2 separate regions of the Mus musculus genome follow, and region 1 is linked to region 2. The links are chromatin contacts, called in public Hi-C maps. All regions are on one chromosome and are shown on one strand. The core of a region is the stretch at or near the end of the contact, and the rest is flanking DNA. Distances in the headings are between cores, read along the strand shown. Region 1 overlaps Lrmp (lymphoid-restricted membrane protein). Region 2 holds the start of Bcat1 (branched chain aminotransferase 1, cytosolic).

What was found. Hi-C and Micro-C count contacts between places; a contact is called where the count stands out from the background.
Region 1: a contact with region 2 is called in a Hi-C map of bone marrow-derived macrophages, with 41 read pairs. The contact joins the enhancer-like site here to the promoter of Bcat1 in region 2. A contact is called at or near these places in 4 of 39 promoter capture datasets (the C10 cell line, HPC-7-derived erythroid cells and pre-B cells), 3 of 15 datasets of contacts at CTCF or cohesin (CD8 T cells, large pre-B cells and pro-B cells), 16 of 484 Hi-C or Micro-C datasets (B cells, CD4 T cells, the CH12 cell line and 10 more), 11 of 115 datasets of contacts at active chromatin or transcription factors (the 230-238 cell line, CD8 T cells, the SCID.adh cell line and 5 more) and 3 of 9 other capture datasets (adipose tissue, liver and pancreatic islet).

What each region holds. Positions count from the first base shown.
Region 1 is chr6:145,147,691-145,155,339 of GRCm38.p6, forward strand. Lrmp (lymphoid-restricted membrane protein) reads left to right here. Exons shown (of 19, transcript NM_008511.4): 5 at 90-154; 6 at 289-387; 7 at 1,597-1,667. Among named protein-coding and RNA genes, the nearest start is that of Lrmp, 30 kb to the left of the region's middle. Within about 2 kb of position 1,566, at least 45 of the 459 cell types and tissues checked have an H3K27ac peak or open chromatin away from gene starts, as enhancers often do. A contact at or near this core is called in bone marrow-derived macrophages and regulatory T cells, where this site is marked.
Region 2 is chr6:145,073,791-145,081,304 of GRCm38.p6, forward strand. It overlaps Bcat1 (branched chain aminotransferase 1, cytosolic), which reads right to left and starts at 2,367. Exons shown (of 11, transcript NM_007532.5): 1 at 2,099-2,367. The coding sequence starts at 2,104.

The sequences.
Region 1 (7,649 bases), core at 316-2,815, 73 kb after region 2:
CATTTATGAACTTGGATGTGTTTTCAGTTGGGCTTTAAGAGAGTTATTTGCCGAGCGTGTTGAAGATATTTCTTGTGTCCGTTTGTCAGGGAGTATCTCACACAGCCATCGTCTGAACAGACTTCATCCTCGGAGAGCACTGTGACGTCAAGTGGTAAGTAGCTCTGCGAGAGAGGAAATTGGCGTTCTCGTTACCAACCGGCTTAGGTGTGTGCAGACGAGAGGTGGCGCCCAGGCAAATGCTTCTTTTGTGTAGCTCTCCTGCTGTCCGCCTTTTCCCGTTGGCAGAGTCTGGATCAGACATTTTGCACATGGCTTCTGGTGACCTTGACTGCAAACCTCTCTGTGAGAAGGAGGAGGAAGCAAGAGCCGCCTCTGCCATGCAAGGTACAATGTCGATGAACTCCAGGGCAACATGTGAGCAAGCCCCTAAGTGGGGCCTACAAACTAGAAAAGCCAGTGGGAACAAAAATCACAATATATTATAGTAGGCCTTACATATTGCCATCTGACAGAAACTGACTGGATTCAGTCAGGTCTGATCAGCTGGTAGGAGAGAGAGAGCACACCCTTAGAATAATGATGAGAAAATCAGGTCGGAATAATGGAACTGTTAGCCCAGGTCCACTAGGAATCCAGGGAACCAGCCAGGCAGGCTGATCAGGTAGGTCCATATGGCTCCCAAGGCAAAGCACTTCTCTATGGCCATCTCCAGTGAGACATCATTATGGCTGACAAATTTTAAGATGCTGACTGGCCTAGAACTCACTATGTAGACCAGGCTGGCTTTAAACTCACCACACCTGGCTAAATCCTATGCCTTTTGATTCCAGAACCTTCAGTTGTATGTAGGTCTAAAATTGGAGGGAAAACTGAAAACTTCCATGGGGAAAAATAATATTTTTTTTAAAAATGATATCTATTTTGTTATTCTTTCTTTTTAAAATTATATATATATATATACACTGTCTTCAGACACACTAGAAGAGGGCATCGTATCCTGTTACAGGTGGTTGTAAGTCACCCTGTGGTTGCTGGGAATTGAACTCAAGAACTCTGGAAGGACCACTGAGCCACCTCTCCAGCCCTTATTATTTCTTATAGTCTTTTATAACACTGTAGGCTGATTGTTTCTTGAGAAGTGCCACATGTTAGGTAGTGTTCTCCCAGCATTCTGTGCACTGTGCAAAATGAACAGAACTTACCAAGCATGACATTGTCCCCAAAGGGTCCCTTTGCCCAGTTTCATGCTCTGAAGCATCCATGCTTGGTGGAATGCCTTGATCATTACCAGCCCTGTATATACCACAGGGCTTCTGGCATTAGAAAAAGGCATAAAGAAACACTCAGTCCTCCGTTTGAAAGGGCACTCTACAGACTGGGGAACTTTCTGCAGCTCAGCTCCTGCGAAGGCATAGGGGGTGGGGGGCGGGCCTCCTCCGTTTGTGCAGAGCAGACTTCGTGCTGCGGGGCCTCTGACTGCAGTCACGTGCCAGCCTCTGTCCTTTGCTGGTCTACCCACATCACCACCCTGCTGCTTCTTCCTCTTTTGATTGATGCATCTCCAGCCCTTCCCTGTGTTTCCTCTTCTTACAGGCACCAGCCTAGCTCCTGCTGCTTATGGAGACTACACGAGTGTGGGCGTGGCCAAGGCTGCATCCCAGCTGGTGAGGAAACAGTGATAAGCTGTAGGATCTGTCCCTCTGAATTTATGTCACACTCTTTAGAAGTCTCATCGTACACTTTCAAGATATTAAGAGAAAAATCTAACTTACTAGAATTTAGTTATACAGCCCGGGTATTACTGACTTGGGCAAGGTCACACACTGAGCTCCAGTGTAGACAGCCTTGTTCCACACTGTCATGCACTCATTCACTCACTCATTAATGCGTCAGACGTCAACCAGAAACAAGGTGATGAGGGCATTACTGCACATGGTTGAGCAAAACAGCAGCTATGAGTGAATGTGTGACAATGTGTGTGAGTGTGTACATGTGTATGAGTGTGTGTGCACATGTGAGAGTGGGTGTGCACATGTGAAAGCGTGTGTGCGCATGTGTATATGAGTATGTGAGAGTATATGTGTGTGCATGTCATATGAATGTGTGTGAGAAAGTGAGTGTGTGTGAGTATATGTGTATGTGCATGTCATGTGAGTGTGTGTGAGAAAATGTGTGTGTGTGAGTATATGTATATGTGCATGTCATGTGAGTGTGTTTGAGAATGTGTGTATGTGAGTGTGTGTGTCTGTAGGATGTCTCAGCAGAAGACTGAGGCCTATGTGTGTGAGTGTGTAAGAGTGTGTGTGAGTGTGTGCATGTGTTTGTGTGTGTAGGATATCAGCATAAGACTCTGAGGAGGCCTGGGAGAGTATGTTTGTGTGTGTGTCTGGTGTGTGTGTGTGTGTGTGCTCACAGCATGCTGATCAGACATCCCAGTCACTGGTATCAGAGCCCAAAAGGTCACAGAGGAAGAGCCATGGGGGTGGCATAGAAGGCAGACTAGAAGTACTGAGGCTGTGGAATATATTATTATAAGGTTAACACAAAGACCCACAGAAAGCAGGGGAACTCCGCCCATGAGGAAAGACCCACTGAGAGGCTGGAGGCTGCACTCTAGCTTCACGGATCTCCAAGGCTCTTTATGTTTTGCTCCTTCAAGTGTGTGAGAGTGTGTGTGTATGAGTGTGTGAAGTGTGTGTGTGAATGTGTATATGAATGTGTGTGAGAGTGTATGAGAGTGTGTTTGAGTGTGTGTATGAATGTGTGTGAGAGTATATGAGAGTGTGTGTGAGTGTGTTTGTATGAATGCGTTTGTGTGAGTGTATGTGAGAGTATGTATGTCTCAAAGGTGACTGATGGGTCTGTTATTTGGAATTATCCTTTAGTATGGGGTGTAGCTAAGATGCCACACTGTCTACTATAGAAGCCTCTGTCTCCTCTTATTAAAAATTAGAGCAAGTTCCAGTTCTGTTGTCATAGCTCAGAGACGGGAGGTGGTGAGGAACATGGGCTCTCAACTGTGAATTACTGTAAATTACTGATGGGCACAAGTGAAGGCAGGCCCAGGCCCACAGTTTAGCCTGCAAGATGAACGCATGCAAAGGAGGCAGGTGCAGGTTCAGAGCTGACCCTGTAAGAGTAAATGATGAGAGGAGGGAGGGAGGAAGAAGGGTAGAATTTGAGGCAAAATAAAAGCAGTGTGACAGACAAGATTTCACAGTGCTGTAAGTCCACCCAAGGAGGAGATGCACATTCCTGTCATCAGACAAGTGTGTGGGTGGGATCTCCCAAGGACTGGCAGGCAGGCTGAAAGTACTGAGGCTCTGGAATATATTATTATCACCTACTAATGCTATTATTTTTTATTTTTTCTGATAGGATCTTATCATATAGCCCAGGTTAGCCTAGAGCTTGTGATGGTTGTCTCAGCCTCCTGAGTGCTGGGATTACAGGTGTACGTACATATACTGACACATTCAAGGATAATAGAGCCTTGATGGACTATCTGGGGTCTAAGCAGAGAATACTGTGTTGAAGGGGGACTGTCGCATGACACTGGGAACTCGTGTAACGGGGAAGTGGAGGGAACACTAGTCTTCAGGGAGGAGGGATTTGTAGACCATTTTAGACGTTGCTGTGATCAAGTCAGAAAGAGAGTAAAGATGATTTGTATGGTTTGAGAAGTCCTGGGCACAGGTGGGATAGGAGTTGTTGTAAATGGAGGCCATAGCAACAGGTCCTGGACGCCTGGCTAAGACAGGCAGGAGTCCTGAGGCCCTGAGATGCATTGAAGGACAGCTTGAGAAATTGAGCACATTTCCCTGTCCTGAGAAGGAGCTGGGCCTGTTACTGCATTTGTCACATTTTATGGAAACCATCTCTCTTTTTAGGCTTATTTTCTTTTATTGAAATTAGATTTTTTATAAGCTATTTTCTGATTTGTCTTCCCAACTGTTTATAGTCCCTCTCCATCTCCCCTTCCATCCAGATCCACACCCATTCCGTCCCTTGTTAGCAAACAAACAAGCACCCAAGAAATAATAATAAAATAAGATAAAAACAGGTCAGAACAGGACAAAACAAACAGAAGGAAGAAGCCAAAGGAAGAAGCAAAGAAACACACACGGACACGGGAAACCTGCAAAAACATAAGAAGGAAGCCACGATGTGTATGCAGAGGGCCTATAATGAAAAAATAAATCAGTTTAAGACAAAGAACCTGTAAGGATGCCATTGACTTTGTTTTGTGTTGGCCATCTACTGCTGGTTAGGAGGCCCACTCCTAAGAGTAGACTAAAGTTTTATTTGCAAGTAGTTTTCAACTAGAGATAGCTTCTGGGTTAGGAATAAGGACTTGTGTTCTGGTGCAGACTTCTGGTGCAGACTTCTGGTGCAGACCTGTGCAGGCCCTGCGCATGCTCACAGAGTCTCTTCATGTGAGTTCATGTGTGTCATTCATGTGAGTTCATGTGTGTGTCAGTCTTGCCATGTCTAGAAGGTCTTGTATCCTGGGGTGTCCCCCATCCTCCCTGGCTCTTACATTCTTTCCACATTTTCTGTAGAATTCCCTAAACCCTGCGGGGGCAGGATCAGGGTGGTGATAGAGACCATTTATGGCTGTGTGTTCCAAGGTAACTCTGCACATTGTCCGTCCGTGGGTCTCTGCGTTTGTTCCCATCTGCTACAGGAGGAAGCTTTTGACGATGGCTGAGCAAGGCTCTGATCTATGAGTACAGCAGAATGTCATTTATTGCTCGATTCCTTTACCACAACAGTATTACCTGGTTTTCCTCTAGGTTCCTGGCCTATTCTGTCTCAGGTTCTTGGCCACCCACACAGTGTTAGGATGGGTTCCATCTTACAGAGCAAGCCTTAAATCCAATCAGACCTTGGTTGATTACTCTCATTCTTTAACCTGACCAGTGCAAGCAGGTCACCATTGTCCAGGGAAGGCTTTGTAGCTGGGTTGGTGTTGGCCTTTCTCCTTTGGTAGCGTGCAAAGTTCCTTCAACTACCGTGAGTACTTGTGCATAGGAGTGAGGGTTCCAGGCAGGCAAGAGATTGACGTCTCTGGGTTCCAAGAGTTGTGCTGGTGTGGAGACCAACCAGTAGCTTTAGATATAATAGTTTGGGGGTTCCCATGGAACCCCTTTGGACAACAACTCAATCAGACGTAACTCCTTCGCAGTTCTAGAAGCTTCATTTGGTGTTAACAGTGTCCAGCCGGGGGCTCTGTGTCCCGTTACCTGGCGATTTCATCTAGGTTTCCTTCTCCCATGGATATATTTTAGGAAGCTTCTAGTGTGTTGGGCTTCCCTGTGACCCCCACCCTCATCCCCAAATGGCCCTTAGTTTTAGCTGTCTCTCCTCATGTTTTCTCTCTCACACACACCCTCTTCCTCCCACTTCCCACTGGATCCTTCGTTCTATTCCCCAGCCCTGTTTCTCTCCACCTATTATTCTATTTCTCCTTCCTGGATGCAAGGGAGATGCACACCTTGGCCATAGTCCTTCCCTGTGCCTCTGTGGTTATACAGATTGTAGCTTCAATGATTGAACAGCTAACACCCACACAGAAGTGAATGCATACCATATTTGTCTTCCTGGCTCTGATGACCTAACTCAGGGCGATTTATTTATTTATTTATTTATTTATTTATTTATTTATTTATTTATTTATTTATTTATTATTTTTGGAGCTCCATCTACTTACCTGAAAATTTCATGATCTCATTTTTTAACCTGATTTATATTTAGCCAATATTGCCCTATGTAAATGTACCATATTTTTTTCTCCCACTCATCTGTTGATGGACATCTAAGTTGTCTCCAGTTTCTGGCTGTTGTTGAATAGAGCCTCAACATGGTTGAGCAAGTGTGTTTGTGGTAGGATGAAGTGTCCTTTGGGTATACGCTCAAGAGTGATACAGCTGGATCTTGAGGTAGATAGTTTCCCAGCCTCCCGAGGAACTTTGACACTGATGTCCATAGTGGCTGTACATGTTAGCACCCCCACCAGAAATGGCTGGCATGAGCTGTTCTTGATTTTGTTGGTCTTGGCCATTCAGACTGGTGTAAAATGCAGCTGTGATTGGCATTTCCCTGATACCTGAGGACTTTGGACATTTCTGTGTTTTTCAATCATTTGAGATTCCTCTTTTAAGAACAATCTGTTTAGATCTGTACCCCTTTTTAATTAGGTTATTTGTCTTCTTGATGCCTAGGATTTTTTTTAAAGTTCTTTTTATATTTTGTACATTAGATCTCTATTGGATGTGTAATTGGTGAAAATCTTTCCCATTTTGTAGGCTACCACTTTATCTGAATTACAGTGTCCTTTGTCATATAAAAGCTTTTCAGTTTCATGAGGTCCCATTTATTAATTGTTGACATTAGTGCCTATGCTATTTGTGTTCTGTTCAGGAAATTGTCTCCTGTGCCAATGTGTTCAAGGTTATTTCCCATTTTCTCTTCTATCAGGTTCTACATGTCTGGTTTTACATTAAGGTCTTTGATCCACTTAGACTTGAGTTTTGTGCAGGGTGAAAATTATCAATTTACTTACATTCTTCTGTATGCAGATAACCGGTTAGACCACCACCATTTGTTGAAGATACTTTCTTTTTTCCATTGTGTATTTTGGCTTCTATATTTAAAAAAAATCAGGTATCCTTAAGTGTGTAGATTTATGTCTGGGTCTTTGACTTAATTCTGTTGATAAACATGTCTATTTTTATGCCAATACCATACTGCTTTTACTACTATAGTTTTGTATTATAACTTGAAATCAGGGCGAGTGATGCCTCTTGCAGTTAATTTATTATTCCAGATAGTTTTAGCTATCCTGGGTTTGTTTGTTTTTTGCTTGTTTGTTTGTTTGTTTCCATATGAAGCTGAAATTTTTTCTTTCAAGATCTGTGAAGAATTGTGTTGGAATTTTATGGGAATTGTATTAAATCAGCCATTTTTACTATATTAATCCTACCAATCTAATCCATGAGCATGGGGACTCCTTGTATCTTTTGGTATCTGCTTCAATTCTATTCCATTGAACAATGTGTCTGGCTTTGTGCCTAAACCATGCTGTTTTTATTACTATAGTTCTGTAGTACAACTTGAGACCAGGGACCGTGATGCCATCCTGATGATGTTTTTGTTTGGTTGGTTTGTTGGTTGTTTTTTTGTTTGTTTGTTTGTTTAGACTTTTTAAAAAAAATCATTCATGAGTGTTTCAGGTATCCTGATTTTGTGTGTTTCTATATAAAGTTAAAATTTTTTTCTTTTAAGATCTGTGAGGTATTGTGTTGGAATTTTGATGGGATTACATTGAATCTGTAGAAATGTTCCTTCCATTTTTATCTTGTGGAATAATTTGAGGAGTATTGATATTTATTATCTTTTGAAAGTCTGGTAGAATTCTGTGCTAAAACTATCTGACTCTGAGCTTTTTGAGATTGAGAGACATTTAAGTACTGCTTTTATTTCATTCACTAGGAGTTGTAGCTTATCTGCTCTTGATTCAACTCTGGTAGGTGGATATATATTGAGAACATCCACTTCTTTTAGATCTCCAGGTTGGTGGAATACAGGCTTTTAAAAATATGTGCTCATGAGTCTCTGGACATTTTTGGTGTCTTTTGTATTTC
Region 2 (7,514 bases), core at 1,117-3,616:
GCTCCTTCTCATTCGCTGGCTCGTTCTGTCTTCACCTGTGTCTAGCTCGTTCTCTCTCTGCATCCTGTCTCTCTATAACTGTCCTGGTAAAACTGCCTTCTTCCTCTCTACTGGTCTCTCTTAAGTGGCACCCCATTCTTCTCTGTTCTTGTGAGACTTGGATGTACCCTAGCCTGTCACATCTTTCTCTGGTTGGTCGCTTTGTCTGCCACTCTATTAGACAGCACTTTCAAACATGGGTGTTTCTTTTTTACCAGGCTAGTCTCGAACCCAGAAATCCGCCTGCCCCTGCCTCCCGAGTGCTGGGATTAAAGGCGTGAGCCACCACGCCCGGCGGGTGTTTCTTTCTACAAACTAACTTCACCTTCATTGTTCAGGAGAGATTAAAGGTGTGTGCTAAGGGCAGAGCCTAAGGGCAGAGCCACACTGTAACACAGACTCAGGGTTCACAGTGTGATCAAATATCCTGCAACATCACAGGTACACCAGAAAGCTTTATCAAGTTTTTAACTTCCTTCCAAAAAGTTCCAACCCATTTCAAATATAAAACATCAGGATCCAATGAGCTGAAAATAATTCTTACAGACTTTCCCCCGCAACTCCCCCACCCCCACCCCAGGGTCCCCTGCAGCCTAAGGTGGCTAGGGGCTGCTGCCAAGGATAGCCCTGAACTCTTGATTCTTCTCTCTCTACCCCACAAGCACTGGGACTACAGGTATGTGTTAAGCCTGGCCCTCAGAGACATTTAAGAAAAAAAAGAAAAAGACAAAGAAAAAAACTTTCCATCATTTGTCTCTGACTCAGAAAGCAAATTAAGATGAAACACACCACTCACCCCTGCACCACTCTCTCCCAACAAGGCAGTAAGTAGCCATCTTGGCTTAGCCCCCTTCATTAGTTATACAGATTTGAGCCTTGCCAAGGGGACCACAGCTGGGGAATTTAAACCCCTTGCTCAGCTGGCTTGTGGCTTCCAGCTTTTCCCTATACACAGACTGCCCATCTATGGAGTCTAGGAACTTATATTTTAAGGTAGATATATACAGAATGAACAAATGATTAAGAGAGATAGTGAATACATTAAATGCATGTGGATAAAATTATAAAGGCATATGATTTAGTGAGATAAGGTAAAGAATGTAAAGAAAAGGAGAGAAGAGAGGGGAGGCAAGGAGAGGAGAGAGAGATGAGAAGAGAAAACGAGAAAATTAGAAAACGAGAAAATGAGAAAACGAGAAAAAGGAAAAGAGAAAAAGAGAGAGAAAAAGAGAAAGGGTATCTATCTATCTATCTATCTGTCAGGGCTAGGAGCGAGGGCGGCACAGTGGGGATGGAGACGTGACGTGTGGATTCCCTCCAGCTAGGCTTGAGCAGTCTGAGTGTCTAACTTCCTCCGCCTCCTCAGAAACTGAAACGTGGCTCCGCTCTGTAGCTCCCCGAAACCCACGTTTTATTACTCGAATATTCCTTGCGGGAGACTAGGTGACTGCACAGCCGACAGAGCATCATTTCCCTTCGGAAAGGAAACTTTTCAGATCTGGCAGTTTTTCAGACAGCCAGAGCTCTGGCTCTGGAAAATATCTTAAAACGCCTCAGGCTGGCCTCTGGGCTAGCTATCTCAGATGATAATTAGAGTTCACCGCCTGCACTCTCTGGTCCTGAAGCTCGAGTGGTCCGTAACTCGGAAGCTTCCACTTGGAACCTGGACCTTAAAAGACAAGCGATCTGCTTTCGGCAGATAAGAGGGTCCTCCTCCCCCTTCTATTACAACTACCCAGAAGAGCGTCCGAGCATCCTCGCCAAACCCTATCTCTGGGCAGCTCAAACGCAACGATACGGTCCTTCTTCCCGCCTAGGGAGCATGTAGGAGAGGCGCTGTGGCATCCTCTAAATCTGGGTACCGCATTTACAGAACCAGGACAAGAACCGGAGCGGGAGCATCTGCGGGTGGATACGAGGCCAGATCCCCACGCTTAGTAGCCCAGGACGGGGGACAAAGCAAGTTGGTCCTTCCATCCTCCTCTCTCCACCCAGTGTCCGAGATATTCCGGGTGGGTGAGTAGCTGCATTCCAGCATGAACTTCAGCAATACGCTTACCTTCATTTCTCGTGGCTTGGGTCGTGGCTCCGGCTCCTGGGTGCAAATGTGAGTCTCCTCTGGAGGAGGCGGCTGTGCAGTGACACGTGGCGCTCAGGGTCGGTCGGCAAGCGCGGAAGATGGAGAGCTGGGCGCGCTCCGCTGCGGATTGCATCAGCAGCGACTGGCTCAGCCGCGAGCTACAGTCCGACCTCTGGCTCACTCCAGGGTGGAGACACTGATCCCCTCCAGTGATTTGTATCGCAGGAGGGGAGGTAGCAGAGGAGGACAAATCTGAAAGCGTCTTTGATTCATTTGCTACCTCCCCAGTCCCTCCCCCAATCATACGCTGTACTAGGATCTAGTCTCAGAACTGGGAAGTTTTAAGGTATATTTTGGATAATAAAGAAGAGTTTGGGTTTTTCCGTCTCGCTCTCACGCTCCACACCCCACAGACAACTCTCAAATACAACCACTCTTACCAACTCCTTTTCTCTCTAATTTTTATAACATTTAAATAAATATAATAGATTTTGAATAGGAGCGGGTGGCTAGATGGACAGGGACAGTGGTGGATAAGGGCCAACTGGCAGGAGCCGGTTCTCTCCTTCCACCATCTGAGCCCTGGATGGAACTCTCACTCTCAGTCTGTGGTCTACGCTCTGTAGTCGTCTCTTAGTTTGCATCCTTTGATGTGCACATACAGAAGTAATTTAATGTGAAATGGTCCTCACCACCTGATAACTTCCTTCCTGCGTCCACACAAGCCTCAGGCAAGGCTCCCACCGATGGGATTTCAGTTGAGGAGAGGATCTCTCTGAAAATCTGAAAACTTTCTTTTTAGTAAATCTAAGCAGAAGGCTTTGCTGTGAAATTTTCATTCTTAACTCCCTAGGAGAGAATAGGCTTTTCCCCGACCATGTTTTGCCTGTATCCTTTGTTTGTTTGTTTGTTTGTTTTAGATTTATTTATTATATGTAAGTACACTGTAGCTGTCCTCAGATATTCCAGAAGAGTGCATCAGATTTTGTTACGAATGGTTGTGAGGCACCATGTGGTTGCTGGGATTTGAACTCGGGACCTTCGGAAGAGCAGTCAGCACTCTTAACCACTGAGCCATTTCGCCAGCCCTATTTATTTTTTTAAAAATGTTTTCTTTCTTCTCATTTTTCTTTTCTGACTTATTTATGTGTGAGTTCACCATCACTGTCTTCAGATGCACCAGAAGAGGACATCAGATCCCATCATAGATGGTTGTGAGCCACCGTGTGGTTGCTGGGAATTGAACTCAGGACCTCTGAGAGAGCAGTCAGTGCTCTTAACTGCTGAGCCATCTCTGCAGCCCTTGTTTTTCTTTTCTGCTGCTTGGAATGAAACTGCCCAGGTGAACAATGAATAGCTGAATTATCCTGACAAATGTACTGAGTTATCTTTGCACCCAGCACAACAGCAACAACTTCTTCCCTTCAGAAGACTGTAGTCCAGATCGGTTTTAACTCAAGCAGCGCTGTGGGCTTTAAGTGGTGAGTGTAGACATCCTGGGTTATTGTTCATACGATGGAGCACTGATCCACAGTAAGAGGAAATGAAGCAAGGCGTTGAGCTGCCTGCCTGTAGTCCCAGCAACTCGAGTCTGAAGCAACACACACACACACAACACATGTGCACCACACACATACCACACACACACACACAACACATGTTCACCACACACATACCACATACACACACCCCCCACACACATACAACACATGTGCACCACACACATACCATTCACACAAATACACTCCACAGGCTCACACCACATGTCCACATGTCCACACACACACACCACAACAACAAAAGCAGTTATGTGTATACCATGGACAAACCTTGAAAACATTGTGCAGTTTGAAAAGAAGCTGGTATGTGGTGGCCAATCTGGTGAATCAGTGCAAGACTTCCTAACTTGGATGTCTAAGATTTTCTAGGTCTGGGCTATGGCTCAAGCACTAGAGTGCTTGCCCGAATCCACCCAGCCCTGAGCTCAGTCCCTCGGTCACCTGGGTAGTGAGGAGAAAGGAACAAACCAGGAAGGGAGGGAGAAGACAGAGAAAAGGTGATAAAATTGTTCTAAAATTAGGTGGGAGCCATACACTAAAAACCATTGCAGAGTTTCATTGGTGGGTCGGTTGGTCGGTGGTTGGTTGGTTGGTTGGTTGGTTGGTTGGTTGGTTGGTTGGTTGGTTGGTTTGCGACAGGATTTCACTGTGTGAGCCTAACTGGCTTAGGAGTCACTTCGATCTACCTGCCCCTCCCCCATGGGCACTGAGCTAAAAGGGTGTGCCACCCTGCCTTGGGCCACCTTGTTTAGCTGAGGTACACATGTGTTGGAGATCAGGCCCTGCCCTCCCCTGAATTACTCCATAGTGTAGAATAATACAGTGGTTTTTCTCAGTTGGTGCATTGCCCTGAGAGAACCACTTATAAGCAGCTTTTGTATTCCATTCTAATGGAAGAAGGAAGACTGCGCACACAGGAGGAGGTAGATCCAGAAATGGCAGCATCTGTCAGGAGCCACCCACCCAGCACAGGGCTTATTCCTAAAGGGACTAAGCTCAGAGCCAGGCTGACTCCATGACAGGCTACAAAGTGACAATTTGGGAGACTAGGCCTAAGCTTTTCTTTCCCAGAAATGAAAACCGGGATCCAGGAACCAGTGGTGAGACAGCCATAGCTTCAGGCAGCCAATCCGTGGATGCCGTGTCATCTGGCCTGAAGTAAGAATTAGGTAGTTAAAATGAATAAGCAACCCTCCAGGGAGGTCTCTGGAACCTAACCAAATGTAGAATTAGTCAGACCCCTAGAGATAGAGCTAACCAATCAAGGTAAAAGGGCACACGCCCTTTCCTGAAATTCCCCTAAATGACAATAAAAGCTGGGCCTGTGGGTCCACTAGGTGTGTCCATTCCCAAACGGGGAGACCCCTGCATGCAGGTTATTCAGCTGGATAAGCACTCTTCATTTTCCCATATTGCTTGAGTTTGGGGGTATCATTCACTGGTGAATCTCAAACCCTAACATTCCTAGGCAGAGAAAGGGGGCACAGTATACGTTTACTGGGGAAAACTGAGACAAGGAGGGCACACAGATATATTATAATCATATCAGGGGAACAAGACTCCAAAATGTATCAGACCTGCCAACCAAAGTGTGACACCCCCCTCACTGAATTCCCAACGATGGCATGGTGTCACGCTAATCTATCTTCTGACACCTCCTGGGGCTGAGGGTGTCATGGACTCTTCCTAGCTCTGTCCAGGTTCCCTGCTGCTGACACTGCATACTGGACTGCCCGCCCATTCACCTGTCTGCTAGTCTGGACCTCCATTTTTCACTTCAGACCATGTCTCACTCTTGGGTCCGGGTTCAGCCTCTCACATCACAGTTGAACTCTGCAGGGCCACCCTCAAACCCGACTCCAGTAACTTCAACAGTGCATCTCTCTGGAAAATCTGGTTTGTTATCTTATCACTACAGGCTCAGCACAGTCTGTAGCCTATTGGAATCTGCTACAGCTTCATGCATTTACTCTGTAACCTATACATCCATATGTATATATATCAGTACATTTGCTGTGTGCTGTATGATATGAGAATTAATATTAGTAACTAAAACTAGAATCAAAGAACCTGCCATTTAGCCGGGCGGTGGTGGCACACTCCTTTAATCCCAGCACTTGGGAGGCAAAGGCAGGTGGATTTCTGAGTTCAAGGTGAAAGTATAACAACATAAAAACAGAATTCTAGGCCTTTAGGCCCAGGCTTGGGAATGTGGCCTTTGTAAAGGTATGCTAATCATAAAACAAATAGCGACATTCCTCCATCCACCCGCTTCCTGGGTTCAAAGAGTGCTCATTCAAAGAAAGTCACCCAGAACCTGCAATGCAAATGTGCTATAGTTAGGGGCTCTTAGAAGCTGTCTTGAGAGTTAATTACCAGGTATTCCTTGTGACTCTTGTAACTTTACACTTCCTTGTGACTCTTAACTGGTATCTTTGGTATCTTCCAATAACGCCCTCCCCACTTCCTTGAGTTGTGGTTTCTTCCTTTAAATACCCCCTTACCCAGCTACTCGGGGCGACACGGTCCTCTACCCCTGCGTGGTGTATGACCATGGGCCCGAGAGCGCTCTTGAATAAAAATCCTCTTGCAATTTGCAGCAAGACCCGTTTCTTGTGGGTGATTTTGGGGTGTCGCCTCTCCTGAGTCAGAACGTGGGGGAGTCCTCACATTGTGGGTCTTTCAAAGGCCAGCCTGGTCTACAAAGTGAGTTCCAGGACAGCCAGGGCTACACAGAGAAACCCTGGCTCAAAAAAAAAAAAAAAAAAAAGAACCTGCCATTTGCCCGAACCATGCTACCAAGCAAGTAAGTGGGACCATAGGACACTGCCACTGAAACTGTAGGCTCTTGGGAATTGTTACAATACATTCCGACATGGTGAAAAGACACAAGTGTATCCACCTATGTTTCTGGCATATCTCACTCATGACAATGTGTAGTTATAACTCAATAAAATGTTACTCTTAAAAGTCAGGTATGACTTAGTTTTTAAAAAGCTGAACAGATAGACTGCATACCTGCCTCCCACTTGTATTTATGATATATGTATTCAGATTGAGACAAGCTGAGCTCAGCTACTCAATCACTCTGAGTCTATTGATTCTGTGTATGTAATTGGCTAAATTCTTGTAACCTTTGATACATTCAGTTTCAACAAAGCGAGTTCCTGTGTGGCTCAAGTTTTTGATGTTTCATCCTTTGTATGTTGGGCCACTTTTTTTTTCCTAACCTATGTCCATTTTTTCCCTCATGCATTTTATCTGCTTATTATGTCTCTAAATTGTAACTATCATCAACCTTATTATGTTTTCAAGTTACATGGAATGACACTTTAACATTTTTTGATGAATATGAAACAAAAATAACATAATATGGGGTGTCTCTCGTTCTCAATGGGCAATCATAGCTCCTCATCTGTGAATGGGGTCTTGTGATATTCCCTGTTCTTGAAGGCATGCCAACTGGTGTTGACATTGTGACACTGTGCAGGTCTTATTTAGGTAACCATATTTTTAAGATGTCACTGATGCAGCTTCCCTGGGATATATGGAAGATACTGTCTCATAGTGGATATCCTTGTCTTCTGGCACCCCACTTCTTCTTGCCTGCTGTTCTGTGATATTTCCCAAGCCTTAAATGCAGGCATTATGTTGTAGATATATCCACTGTGGTTGGACACCCTGCCATAATCAGTCGCTCTTAGTGCATATCTACTTATTTGTTAAATTGGTCCTCTCTTCTTCTTCTTTTTTTTTTTTTTTTTTTTTTTTTGAGACAGGGTTTCTCTGTATAGCCCTGGTGGTCCTCTCTTCTTATCTGGCACACTTTTTATCTT